Regions from separate parts of the Mus musculus genome. Here region 1 is linked to region 2. A link is a contact called in public Hi-C data. All regions are on one chromosome and are shown on one strand. Each heading gives the region's core, a stretch centred on a gene start, on an enhancer-like site or on the middle of the called end of the contact. The rest is flanking DNA. Distances are from core to core; before and after follow the strand shown.

Region 1 (6,254 bases), core at 808-3,307, 63 kb before region 2:
GAGAGCTGTTTCAAAAGTCCTGATCAGGATCTGCCCTGTGGGCTCTGCATCCTGGCATCCACCTGTTTCCCTGCTACCTAATTCCTTGGCTTTGTCAGGGGCTCATTCTTGGTGCTCTGTGTGTTGAGCCCTTAGCAGGGGCCGAGAGTCCCATCAGCCAAGCTACACGGCTCACAAGCAGCTCTGCTACTGTACCTAGGAGACAGGCTGGTGTCTGCCTGACCCTGTATTGAAGCTGCCACTGGTTGGCATTGTGTCTGCAGAATTACTACCCCATGGTACAGTCAGCCTTCATCGAGGATGACAAGAGCAGGCTGGTGCTGCTGGCAGAGCGACCGCACGGTGTCTCCAGCCAAGGGAATGGGCAGGTGGAGGTAAGAGAGGCCTGGCTGTCCCCCACCCCCACCCCACCCCCCCATGGGCCCTCACAGCCATCCACAGCATGGCCAGGGCCAAGGAAGGACCGCAGGTGATTTCTGCAGGTGATGCTCCATCGACGGCTGTGGAACAACCTGGCCTGGGACCTGAAGTACAACCTCACGCTGAACGACACCTCCATTGTCCACCCGGTGCTCTGGCTCATGCTGGGGCCCAAGTCCACCATGACGGCCCTGCACCCAAGGAGTGGGGTGGCTCTGCAGCACGGGCCCGTTGTGTTGTTAAAAGAACTGGCTGACGAAGAAACGCCCGTTCACGGTGAGCATCACCATTGCCTAGGATGCGCCCACCAGGAGTAGTGGCTCCTGCCTCAGGATTCTGCCCAGCTTCGGAGCAGGAAGGGGACGTAGAGTCTGAGTGCTGTCTGTGGCTCCCTCAAGCTTACTCTGCTAGTCGTTACAAACAGACTCACGCCTGTCCCCTACCCCTCCTCTCTCTCCCCTCAGTCTTCTCCATCTCCTTCCTTGCTGTGTCTTTTCCTTCCTTAACATGATCCTGCAACACCCTAGAACTTCAGGTGTCAGAAGCACACCACCTATGACCTTACAATGGCTGCATCTGTAGCTGTCCTGGGCCACAGGTTAGACCCCTGCAGAACCTACCTAGCCATGATCTAAAGTCAGTGTTCGTGCTGTGCCTCCCCCAGGCCTTCTGTGACAGCCTCATGGCTCTGTGTCGTATCTGAGGTCCTGGCATGCTGCGTTTTGGTTTTTTTTTTTTAAGATTTTATTTATTATTTATTTTATATGTAAGTACACTGTAGCTGTCTTCAGACACACCAGGAGAGGGAGTCAGATGTCATTAAGGATGGTTGTAAGCCACCATGTGGTTGCTGGGATTTGAACTCAGAACCTTCGGAAGAGCAGTCAGTGCTCTTAACTGCTGAGCCATCTCTCCAGCCCCATGCTGCGTTTTTAAAGGGTTCAGCAGTGCAGCCTCTGCACAATGAGGCCCAGAGAGAATGTGCTTCCATCCTCACACCTCCAACTGTGCTGTCTCCCTACTCACTGGCAGAGGTTCGCGTTAGAATGTTTGGTTTTTCAACCAGAGCCCTCCCTCCCCGGTATTAGAAGGCAGGTGGCTGTCACTCACCCCTGCAGGGACTGCCTCTTAAACTCTTGCCACGTGTAGTGTCTAAGGTGCAGCCTTTGTCCTGCAGTTGTCAGGGTGACTGAGAATGGGTGGGGGACATGGTCATTCCGAGAATGTTTGATGGGAACATACTGCCAAGGGCCTGCCACCTTATGTTTGGGGGAGCATGAGACACCCCACACATACCCCTGGGGTTAGCAAGGACCAGATGCAGAACTGGAACCTCTGGTTGAGCAGAGCCTGGGGAATCCATTAAGTAAGAGCCAAAGCCAGGCATGGCAAGCCATGCCTGGGATCGCAACATTTGGAGAGCATTGCTGTGTGTTCGAGGCCAGCTTAGTCTGAGCAGTGTGACCCCATCTTAAAAAGAGAGAAAGAAAGGGGGAGGGAAATAGAGTAAGGAGGGGCTGAATGAGAGGGCAGGATGGCTGTGGGTGTCTAGGGAGGGAGCAGGTATTCCTGGCAGTTCTTACACTCTGACCTCACGCTGCACACTGCAGACGGCCATGTGGGGTATGTGCTCCCCCTAGTGGCTAGCATCTTTACTGCAGGCAAAGATTCAGTATGTCTGAGAACTCTTTCCCTCTCCCTCTCCCTCTCCCTCTCCCTCTCCCTCTCCCTCTCTCTCTTTCTCCTTCTCTCTCTCTCTCTCTCTCTCTTTCTCCTTCCCTCCCTCCTTCCCTCTCTTCCTCTCTCTCCTCCTTGAGCAGCTGAAAGTCATGCTCTGAGGTCCAAATATTTCAGAATCATAATTGAGCTCAAGACCTAGAACCTCCATAAGCCAACCCCTCATCTTACCTGAGCTGTCTGCCTTCCTCCCCCTCCCCTTCCCCCTCCCCCACGAGACGGGACTATATACCTATACCTCCTTGGCTACTCTCAGAGAACACTTGTCTCCCACCGTGTGAATCAGCTGCCTGTCTCTGTCGCAGAACACCTGAGATCATCAACCTAAAAGTAAGGGATTTAACTTGGCCCACAGTTTCATGGACTTAATCTGTGGCCACTTGTCCCTGTTGCTTTTTGGTGGAGGGAGAGGAAGGGGCTAGAGTCCCAGTGACCTTCACAAGGGCACAGCCTGGTGACCTAACTTCCTCCCCTAGGCCTCACCCCCTCAAATAGCCCAGAGGATGGGGGCAAGGCTTTTATCACATGGGAAACAGGAGAGCCAAACCTCACACTGTGCAAAAGGAGCTGGGACTCCAACTTTGTAGACCTGACTGAAGCAGTCCTGGGGACAGGCCCTATTGGTTCCATCTGAGTCAGGTGACCCATGCCTAGGCCAGTCCGTGTGACTGGAGTATGATGCAAAGGTGGCAGCGCCTGTTGCAAGTCAGGTGGAGGGAGGGGTCAGAGGGCCCCTGGGATGGTGAAGAAAGGAGAAGGCTTGCTAGAGAGTGTGAGGCAGCACCTTAGTCTCCTCGTCTGTGGTCTGAACTGACCAGGTGACAGGTTCAAGTCCCTCCATAGCTTAAGCTGTGTAGCAGCGACTGGATGTGTCGAGAGCAGCTTGGGGGCAGGAAAGGCCTGTGGGTGTGGGGCAAGGGTAGGATGGGGGGCCTGAGGTGTGAACCTCACACCCATTGTGCTATGGGTTGCGCATGGTTGACTGGGAGATGGCTAGAAGGGGCACAGGCCCTGTGTGGAAAGCTGAATTCCTAAAGCAGTTGGTCCCAAAGCCCCTTTTCACTGTCTGCCTTCCAGGACCCCACAATCCCTGGCCTGTGACACTGCCCCCAAACCTGCATCTGCAGATCCTCAGCGTACCTGGCTGGACGTACAGCAGGAGCCATGCCCAGCACCTGAGGAACCTTCAGAGAGGTGAGGCAGCCGACCAGGGTGACTCTCCCCACTCTCTTCTCTTCCCCAGGAAGTCCTCACAGCTTTGCCAGGTCCCCTGTCCCCTCATCTGTCATCTAGGAGGCCAAGGCCTGCAGTCAAGTCAGTGAGCTGGGACAGGGTGGTCCCAGCATCTGGCTCCCAGCCACACCCCTCTGCAGATGGAGCCCACACGGTCCCCAGACAGTGTCCTCAGGCTGCCCTGTGTTAGGATCTGTGTCAGTCAGCCTTTCCTCTCGCGACAAAGCACCTGGGGAAATGAATGCAAGCAGCCAGGGCCGGTGCACAGAGCTGATCCAGCCCACAGACATGGAGGGTACAGCCCATCATGGCAGGGGCCACGTGGAAGATCAGTAGCTCAGTTCATGATGTAAGCAGAGACAGACAGACAGACAGACAAAGTCTACATTCCCTGCCTTCCTCCTTTCCTCTTGTTTTCCACTTGGGCCTCCATGAGAAGATGGCGACATTCCTGATAGGTCTTCCCACCTAGGCTGATCCCCTTGGAGGACACTGAGAAAGTGCTGTGTCAATCTCCTAGGGGTCTCTCTCTCCATCCAATCAAGCTGTCAATCAAGATGGGGCACCATATGCTCCTTTCAGACAGTCCTCCTGCAGCCCCAAGTACTATACCTCCACTCACCCTCATGTCGGGGTTGGGACAGCCTGGGTGTCAGGGGTTTCCTTAGTTCTCTCAGCAGATGCCCCTTGTCAGGGTGTCGAGGTACCTGGTTTCTGGGCCCATTAGACAGAACAATGAGGAGGGAAGCAGGCATGGGGGACATGCCACCTGCCGGGAAGCAGCACGCCTCTGTGCCCACTTGGTGTTGAGGCACATGACCATGGCAGCTCATGACCACACCCAACTCTGGAGCTGGCAGGGAGGAACAGGCTGGAGGATCTGAGGGCCCTGGCGTCTGGCCCTGTGGCATGCGAGAGGTCCAGTGTTGGCACAGCCCTCTCTGGATCCTGCCTCTGCTGCACGTGAGCCATGTGACTGTGGACAGATGACTGTTCCTCTGAGTGACAGCTGCAGGTCATTCAGCTGTGGGCCATGGGGCTATCCTGAAGGAAGGCTGAGATACGGAATAAAGTCCCAAGTGTAAAGCCTTGAGCTTGATCAATGGAGGTCCTCACTGCCGTGTCCACACCCACAGGCCACCCGGAGAAGCCACAGGCCAACCTGCAAAGGGTGCTGCTGCGCCTGCGCCACCTGTATGAAGCAGGGGAGGACCCAGTACTGTCTCGGCCTGCGACAGTGGATCTCAAGGTTAACAGCCCATGCTTACCCCACCCCTCCAAGAATGCTCTACCAAGGGGAAGCAACCCTGCCTGAAGTCCTGTCCTGAGCTACCCCTTAGTCAGGGGACCACTGGGCATGTTTACAGATGAGGCATGCTGGATTCCCAACATATCCCTCCCTTCAGGGTGCACATTTCCCCATCAGCAACACAGACTACATACAGTTTTTTCTTGTTTAATTTTGTACCAAGAGATGGGTCTGGGGGAGGGCCTGTGGCACCCATGTGTGTTTGTATGGCTGTGTAGACACGTGCACGCAGGTGCACATGCTGCACACACACATGTGCACATGAGACCAGAACACATTGTCAGGGTGCCACCCTCTCTGTCATTTCTCTATCTTTCTTTTTTGAGACAGGGTCTCCCATTGAACCTGGAGCTCCCTGGGTGGCTAGGCCAACCACCAAGCTTTAGAGAACCCCCGTCTCTGCCCCTTGTCCCCAACACTGTGGTGACACACGGGACAGGCACTTTACCAGCTGAGCCACCACCTCCTTGGTGCACTGCAAAGCCTTTCAAACAACAGGGACAGTCATCTGTGTCACCAGAAAACCTGTTCTCTCTTTGAATGCCAGTTCTCCCTGGACTTTGTGGGAAAGGTGACTTAGAGCCAGAGAATCTAAGTCCGTGTCCAGGTACACGAGTGGTGCCAGGTTCCCTCAGTCCCCTGAGGCTCAGCCTCCCTACCTGCTAAGCTAGGGAGGTATAAGTTCTTGGCTCAAAAGGTGACAGCGAGGCTCTGGGGAAATGCTGTGGGTATGGTACCTGCCATCTCTCAAGCTTCCAGGCTTCTCCCCATCTTGGGGCCTGCCCCCCCCCCCATGGGGGGCTTGCTCATCCAGCAGGCCATCATGGGAGGCACACACCCCAAGTCTTAGTTTCCTTACTTGTAACAGGTTGGCATCTGCCCTTGCAGATGAGATGAGCCAGGTGTGAGAGGCGCTGAGGCAGAGACCCAGGACCCACGCCAAAGTGGGCTGCCACCCTTCTGTTCTGGTTAAATGGTCTTCCCTCCCGGATCTGGGGCATCAGCAGAGACCTCCCCTCCCTTTGCTGCTGCCCCTACAGGTTGTACTTCGAGGACTAGGGTCTGTAGTGGCTGTGGAGGAACGCTCACTCACAGGGACCTGGGATGTGCAGATGCTGCAGCGCTGGCACTGGAGCACAAAGACTGACCACCTGAAAGGTTTGGGGGTCCTAGCTATCCCTGCCAGGCTGGGGAACAACACAGACCCGTCCTGTGCTGGGTGGCCTCATGTGGCTACTTCCCCTCTCTGAATCTACAACCATTGTTGATTACCAGATTAGGTTAAAACAGCTGTGGGTCAATAACCCTCCTGCCAGGGCTCCACAAAGGTGTGTGTGTGTGTGTGTGTGTGTGTACATCTGTGTGTCTGTGTGAGAGAGTATTTCAGCCATACAAGGAGGGAACAGGCTGATAAAGACACTCCCTGCCAAGGCTGGAGCTCACAGCCCCAGCAGGACTTGAATAGAGCTAGTGAGGTCAGGGTAGGTTGGTTTTGGATGGTCCCACTCAGTCCTTAGGTGCTTAGGGCAGCCCCCACAGGGAAATCCCCGCCCTT
Region 2 (6,171 bases), core at 2,069-4,568:
CATACCTCCATGGCTCTGTCTCCCAGAGCACCTCCCCTCTGTAAATTGCCACCCATCAGCCATTTACCAGCCTGGAACTAGGGACTTCCACTCAGGCTGTTGTTCCCTGCCCCTCGGATATGGCACTGTTTCCTCTTTCAGGGTCACATTCTGCTTTCTAGGCCCAGAGAAGTCACTTGCTCTGAAAAGTTTCCCAATGCTCCCGTGCAGAAGTGACTCCCTTCTCTAGTTCTTGGGATACACCATAGAACCATGCCTACTTTTCATTTCTGTCTACCTCTGGCCAACCACATCTTGTGTTTGCTGGTGCCTTAGATAGGATCGCATCTCATCAGAAACCACCCCTGTAGAAAGGGAAAGGCTTGGGTTGGTGGAAAGCCTGAAGCTTGTTCCCACCGTATTGCCGTGGCTCCCAAAGCCATTCTCCCCCACAGTACTTACTGGGAATCTCACAAACTGTTTGAAGTTCACTCTGCTTGACCTTGAGGACTCAACGAAGAATGTCTTTTTGTTATTGTTGTTTGTTTGTTGTTTTTTGAAACAGAGTTTCTCTGTGTAGCCTTGACTGTCCTGGAACTCCACCTCTGCCTCCCAAGTGTGGGAATTAAAGACACATGCCACCACCTCCCAGTCAAAATTTAGCTTTCAACAGAAGTCTTTTAAGTCAAAGGCAAATGAACACTCAGCGAGTGCTCGGTTTGGACCTTGAATGCCTGTCAGATTTACTGCCTGGGTCCTGATACTGTCTCCCCCACTTTCTCCCCCATCTCTGTCCACCATCCATAATGTTTTTGTCTAAAGCCCCTCTGACAGTGAGGACTTCATGACAGTAAGATACTGTTGCTCCCTCTCCAAGCTTCATTACCATTTTGAATAGAGAAACATTACCATGTATTTTGCTGTCATCTGTGTGACCTCATCATTTTCTTCACAGGCTGAAAGGTGCCAGAAGATGATCAGGTTACACAGATGAACGCAAAATACACAGCCTTCAAAACATAGCAGAGCACGGAGAATATCTGAAACAACTTCCTCTAATGGAAGTTATCTTTGAAGACCCAAATGCATTGGAGATCTATCTTCATATCAAGGTCACCATGCAGACACCATAAGGAAGATTATCAAACCACTCAATGGAACAAAAATGTTGGTTCTAATAGGACAGTCACCCGAGGTGTGCCTGCCTAAGCATGGTGTGTTGGGAAATAGAAGAAAATCTAGACCACACAGCAGAACAGAGGAGAGTGTGAATGTAGCAAAGAGAAATAGGCAAGAATAAACCAGAAAGACGCTAAGGAAAGGCTACTAAGCCTTTCCAGGTGTTTCTAAAAGGCAAGTATGCCACTCAAGGACAGTGGCTTAAGGAAGTAGCAGCCTTTAAAAAAAAAAAAAAAAAAAAAAAAAGTGTACTCTATCTGCAGTTACACTTGCATGCCAGAAGAGGGCATTAGATCCCATTACTGATGGTTGTGAGTCACCAAGTGGTTTCTGGGAATTGAACTCAGGAGCCAGTGCCATCTCTCCAACCCTGGAATGGAAGTAGCATTTTTAAGAGCAGTTAGTATTTTTTTCTTTATTATTATTTTTTAATCCTGGGCTATGAAAGGCTGATATTCTTTGTCTCCGTGGCAAGTTCTCCCCGCGATGTGTTTCAGGTTCACAGCGATAGACTCCAGTCAGCTGACCCAGATGGACTGACATGATGGAGAACTGAAGCAGCTTGTAGCTTTCTCTATTTTGTTGCTCAAAGTTGTTTTTCTTCTCTAATTCCTAATTCCCAGTGGGAAAAGAGGTCATGTGAGCTCTACCCAGAGAGAGGATGTGTTTAACACCTAACAAAACTCCAACCACCCAGTCTTTTGCAGGATGCGTGTGGGTACCTGCCTGTGTATGAGTATGTCAATAGTAAACAGCCAACACTTTTCCTAACTGTTCCCTATTGGGGATCTGGTTTACGTCTCCTGACAATGGGGTCCAGGCCATTTGGACAAAATACCCACTACAAATCCCATCAAGACAAGGGCATCTCTACTTTATGCCTGTCTTCACTTGACAATGTTGAAGAATAAGGCCCTAAGTTTCCCAAGGACCTGCCAGACTGCATGGGTCTCAGAGACGCCACCTTGGATGTTTCTATGAATATTAAGAATTTATTCCTACCTTGTTTTTGTGTTTGTTTGTTTGTTTTTCTGGTAGCATTGTGATGGAATCCATGCTTGGGTGAGAGTACTTCTTTTGTGAGGAGGCTGAGATGACCACTCGTTAGGTTGACTTTTGTGTTCCACTGTTCTTGCTTTTGCTTACAGTTTATTTTGCTATCGCTGGTAAGGGAAAAGAGGCAGGCTGGAGCCTCACATGGGTGCTGGTGGGTACTACACAGTGGATAGATGTGGGAACAAGTCTAAGAGAGCTGTGAACTTACTGTGAACTACGGATAGGCCATTGTGTGGGATGTTCTTCCCACAAGGTGGCCTTCTAGAAAGAATTACATAAACTGTGATAAGAGGATACGCAAGGACGTGCAGGAAATGCCCTGGCATGTCCCCGTTATCTCTGTGGGAAAGACAAATAGGAGGGATATTCTTGGCTCTTTTCACAAGACCAAAGATGATAACACCAGGTATATTTTCTGTACTTGTATTTGCTAAAACTAATCATAAATGTCACCTCATATTTTGCTTCCTTTAATAATAAAAATGAGAAGTTCTTTGTATTATTCTTGAGCTCAAACACCTGGAGTCCCCCAGTTCCTAGACAGGGCTTTGGAATATCCTTCCATCTACGGAGATTTAGCCTTGGCTGGCTACAGGGCAGGTGGAGCAACAGAGGTAACCTGCTGTGACGGTATGGACAGCCTCAGCTCTGCTTCAATGTATTTCTCTGACACTATCATTTGTCAATTTACCACCAATCTACCTATCATTCCATTATCTATTGATCTGTCTGTCTGTCTGAGACAGAGCCTCACTACAGGACCCTTGGTGGCGTGAAACTGGCCAGGCTGGCCTTGAATTTAAGAGATTTGTCTGCCTCTGACTCCTGAGTGTTGCTACCAAAGGCCTGTGCCACTGGTCTAATCTATTTGTCATCTATTATCTATCTGCCATCTACCCATCTTTCTATCTATCCTCTAATCGTCTGTCACCCTCTTTGGATTACTAACTTGTGCAAACTCTGCTGGCACACACTACGAACGCACCGACAAGCCAGCCAGAAGCACTGCGGGCTCTCTGGGCATGTGGATAGTAGGCTTGGCTACTTGTTAGGGGCGTGACGTCTTTAGGAGGCGCCGGAAGCAGGCATCTCAGACCGTAACGCAATCGCTCAGCACCGGAAGCGGCCGAGCGGGCCATGGAGGAAGGACCCGCCGTCGGAACCCTGTCTCGAGAGGTCTCTACCGAGGAGGCCGAGCCGTTGGGCGCCGCGTGGAGCGGGGACAGCGGCCACGTCTCGCAGAGCCACAGCAGCGCGTCCGGGCCGTGGGACGATGACGGCCCCGAGGACGCGCCGGGCCGCGACCTGCCGCTGCTGCGCCGCGCCGCCTCGGGCTACGCCTCCAGCCTGCTGCCCAGCGCGGGACCGAGGCCAGAGGTGGAGGCGCTGGACGCCAGCCTGGAGGAGCTGCTGGCCAAGGTGGACGAGTTCGTGGGCATGCTGGACATGATCCGCGGGGACTCGTCGCATGTGGTGGGCGAGGGCGTGCCCCGGATCCACGCTAAGGCGGCCGAGATGAGGCGCATCTACGGCCGGATCGACAAGCTGGAGGCCTTCGTGCGGATGATCGGGAGCAGCGTGGCCAGGATGGAGGAGCAGGTCGCCAAGGCCGAAGCCGAGCTGGGGACCTTCCCGCGGGCCTTCCGGAGGCTGCTGCATACCATCAGCGTCCCCGCTCTCTTCAGGTCGGCGCCCAGCGGGCCCCAGCGCGCGGCGTACGAGCCGCCAGTCCTGTTTCGGACCGAGGACCACTTCCCTGGCTGCGGTGACAGACCGCAGCTCTGAGCGTGTGCGCCTCCACCGCATGAGGACTCCAGCGAGACTCTTGTCCCAAGTGTTAAGAAATCCTGTGAACTGGCGTATGTGATGCCGGGATGTGAAAGGTTAAAGTTTATTTTCTGCAAACGACTTGACATCGTCAGTATTCGATGCCAAGAGTGTAGGTCTCTATGTCTTCCAGTTCGGATTCGAAAGCTCTTTGGTGGGGACCTGGGGAAGCCAACTGAATTAATTTATCGGTGCAATACGGCAGAGCTGTTATTTTTATGGCCTTTATTACAGTGAACAGTGTTTCCTTGTTAAGATTTATATATTTATATGATCAAAAGTGCCCAAGAAATTAAAGCTGTATTATTAAATCCTAACAGTGGTTCAGTTTTCTGTAGCCTTCTGGGATAGATAGTAAATTGTTTTGTATTATATTCAATTTTCTATGGTGTAGACTGTAAGCCAAAGGAAAGAAGACAGTTTCTTAAGATAGCAAACTGGGCGTTTTGTTGCAGGGAGTCCTGAAGTTGTATTTGACAGTTTGACTGGAAGCTTAGTTTATCAAAGCAAGAATATTAATGTATGGTTGTCAGTGTTCTATTTATAGCACATCAATTAAAATGTTAAATTTCTTTGGCAGAGATTTCCTTCTGGAGATTATTTACCATAGTTTGTTTGGAAATGAGCCTGTCGTTCATGTTTTTAGTAGTGGGGTAAGAAAAGGCAACTTCCTTCTTTGGAAGGTTTGTGTGAAGAGCCAACCTCGCTGCTCTTCTCACAGTTCTGCGGTTCTTCCCCCGAGTCTCGTTGAGCAGAAGGGTTTTGTTCTTTCACTTTGGGGCACACGGGTCCCTTACCAACAAACTACTATTTCCTAAGTTGGTTCTCCCAGGTAGTACTCAGCTGAGTCTCTTGCTGTCTGTCAGGGTAAAGTCGGTAATGGAACCAGATGTGATAGCACACATTTGCAATCCCAGCACTCAGGAGTCGGAGGCAGGAAGATCAGAGTAGCAGGATAACCTGGGCTGTAGAGTAAGCTCCAGGTCAGCCTGGGTAGTTAAGAAGACCATATATCAGTAAATAGATGACTTAGCCAGGTATGGTGGTGCACGCCTTTAATCCCAGTACACAGAAGGCAAAGGCAGGTGGATCTCTTAGTTTGAGGCCAGACTGGTCTACATAGTGAGTTCTAGGAGAGCCAGGGTTACAACCCTCAGTAAATAAATGTGATAGTATTATCTCCTTTTGCTTTTCATGGGCCTTCTGTGTTGTATGGTGACATATTTTTTTTCATTTGATTTGTAGTTCACATCAAGAAACAGGTTTAAAAGCTGAGGGGACAAGTGACCTACATTTACTGTTCAGAATCTAGTGGGTGCTACTAGAAATTATTAATATATTTTTATGACAGTCAATGAATGTGAAAATAGAGTTCCAGGACAGCCTGTGCTAAAGAGTAGCACCCTGTCTCAAAAAACACCAAAAAAAAGATTGCTTTCGTAAGGTTTTAGAGAGATGGCTCAGCAGTTAAGAGCATGGTCTGTTCCCACTTGGTTTTGAAGACAGGGTTTTTCTGTGTAGTCCCAGCTGTCCTCTTGGACCAGGCTAGGCTCCAACTCAGAGACCTTCCTGTGTCTGTCTCCCAAGTGCTGGAGTTAAAGGCATGCACCACCATTGCCCAGCTAGCCCACTTCAGTTTTGTGAGCACTCACAGTGTCTGTTAGCTACAACTCTTTTCTTAAAAGGTTGTTCACTCCAGGCAGTAGAAACACGCCTTTAATACCAGGACTCGGGAGGCAAAGGTAGGCAGATCTGAGTTTGAGGCCAGCCTGGTCCACAGAGCAAGTTCCAGAACAGCCAGGAATACACAGAGAAACCTTGTCTTGAAAAACATCAACAAAAAGTTGTTTACATATCTGTACAAAAAGTTTTTAAGCACGCTTAAGGCAGAATTATGAAACTTTTAAATCTTAGATTTAGTATCTGTACAATAAAACAACATAAAAGTGCTATGAAGTACACATCGATTATGTTATTTATATATTTACTTAGAAAATCATAAGCAAGGCTGAGGAGAAGGTGGTAAGCCTTAGAGAGGGTCTCAGTATTTTAAAGCTAATCATAAAACCTTCAGAGAATACATGGAGAAGTCCTGGTCCAGATGATAACATGTGAACCTTGTTTCTAAAA

What was found. A called contact is a pair of places that touch in the nucleus more often than the background predicts.
Region 1: a Hi-C map of differentiating embryonic stem cells shows a contact between it and region 2, with 4 times the contacts expected there. The contact joins the enhancer-like site here to the promoter of Bloc1s4 in region 2. A contact is called at or near these places in 6 of 39 promoter capture datasets (the 3T3-L1 cell line, 3T3-L1-derived adipocytes, cranial neural crest and 2 more), 3 of 15 datasets of contacts at CTCF or cohesin (embryonic stem cells and stem cell-derived epiblast-like cells), 61 of 484 Hi-C or Micro-C datasets (2-cell embryo, 8-cell embryo, the AML12 cell line and 29 more), 10 of 115 datasets of contacts at active chromatin or transcription factors (the 230-238 cell line, a beta-TC-6 cell line, bone marrow-derived dendritic cells and 3 more) and 3 of 9 other capture datasets (adipose tissue, liver and pancreatic islet).

What each region holds. Positions count from the first base shown.
Region 1 is chr5:36,807,389-36,813,642 of GRCm38.p6, reverse strand. It overlaps Man2b2 (mannosidase 2, alpha B2), which reads left to right. Exons shown (of 19, transcript NM_008550.2): 14 at 264-374; 15 at 483-696; 16 at 3,235-3,351; 17 at 4,527-4,639; 18 at 5,740-5,857. Among named protein-coding and RNA genes, the nearest start is that of Mrfap1, 14 kb to the right of the region's middle. Within about 2 kb of position 2,057, at least 30 of the 459 cell types and tissues checked have an H3K27ac peak or open chromatin away from gene starts, as enhancers often do. A contact at or near this core is called in ECoMG myeloid progenitors, bone marrow, differentiating embryonic stem cells and 1 more, where this site is marked.
Region 2 is chr5:36,745,826-36,751,996 of GRCm38.p6, reverse strand. Bloc1s4 (biogenesis of lysosomal organelles complex-1, subunit 4, cappuccino) reads left to right here and starts at 3,318. Exons shown (of 1, transcript NM_133724.3): 1 at 3,318-4,623. The coding sequence starts at 3,352. The coding sequence ends at 3,999.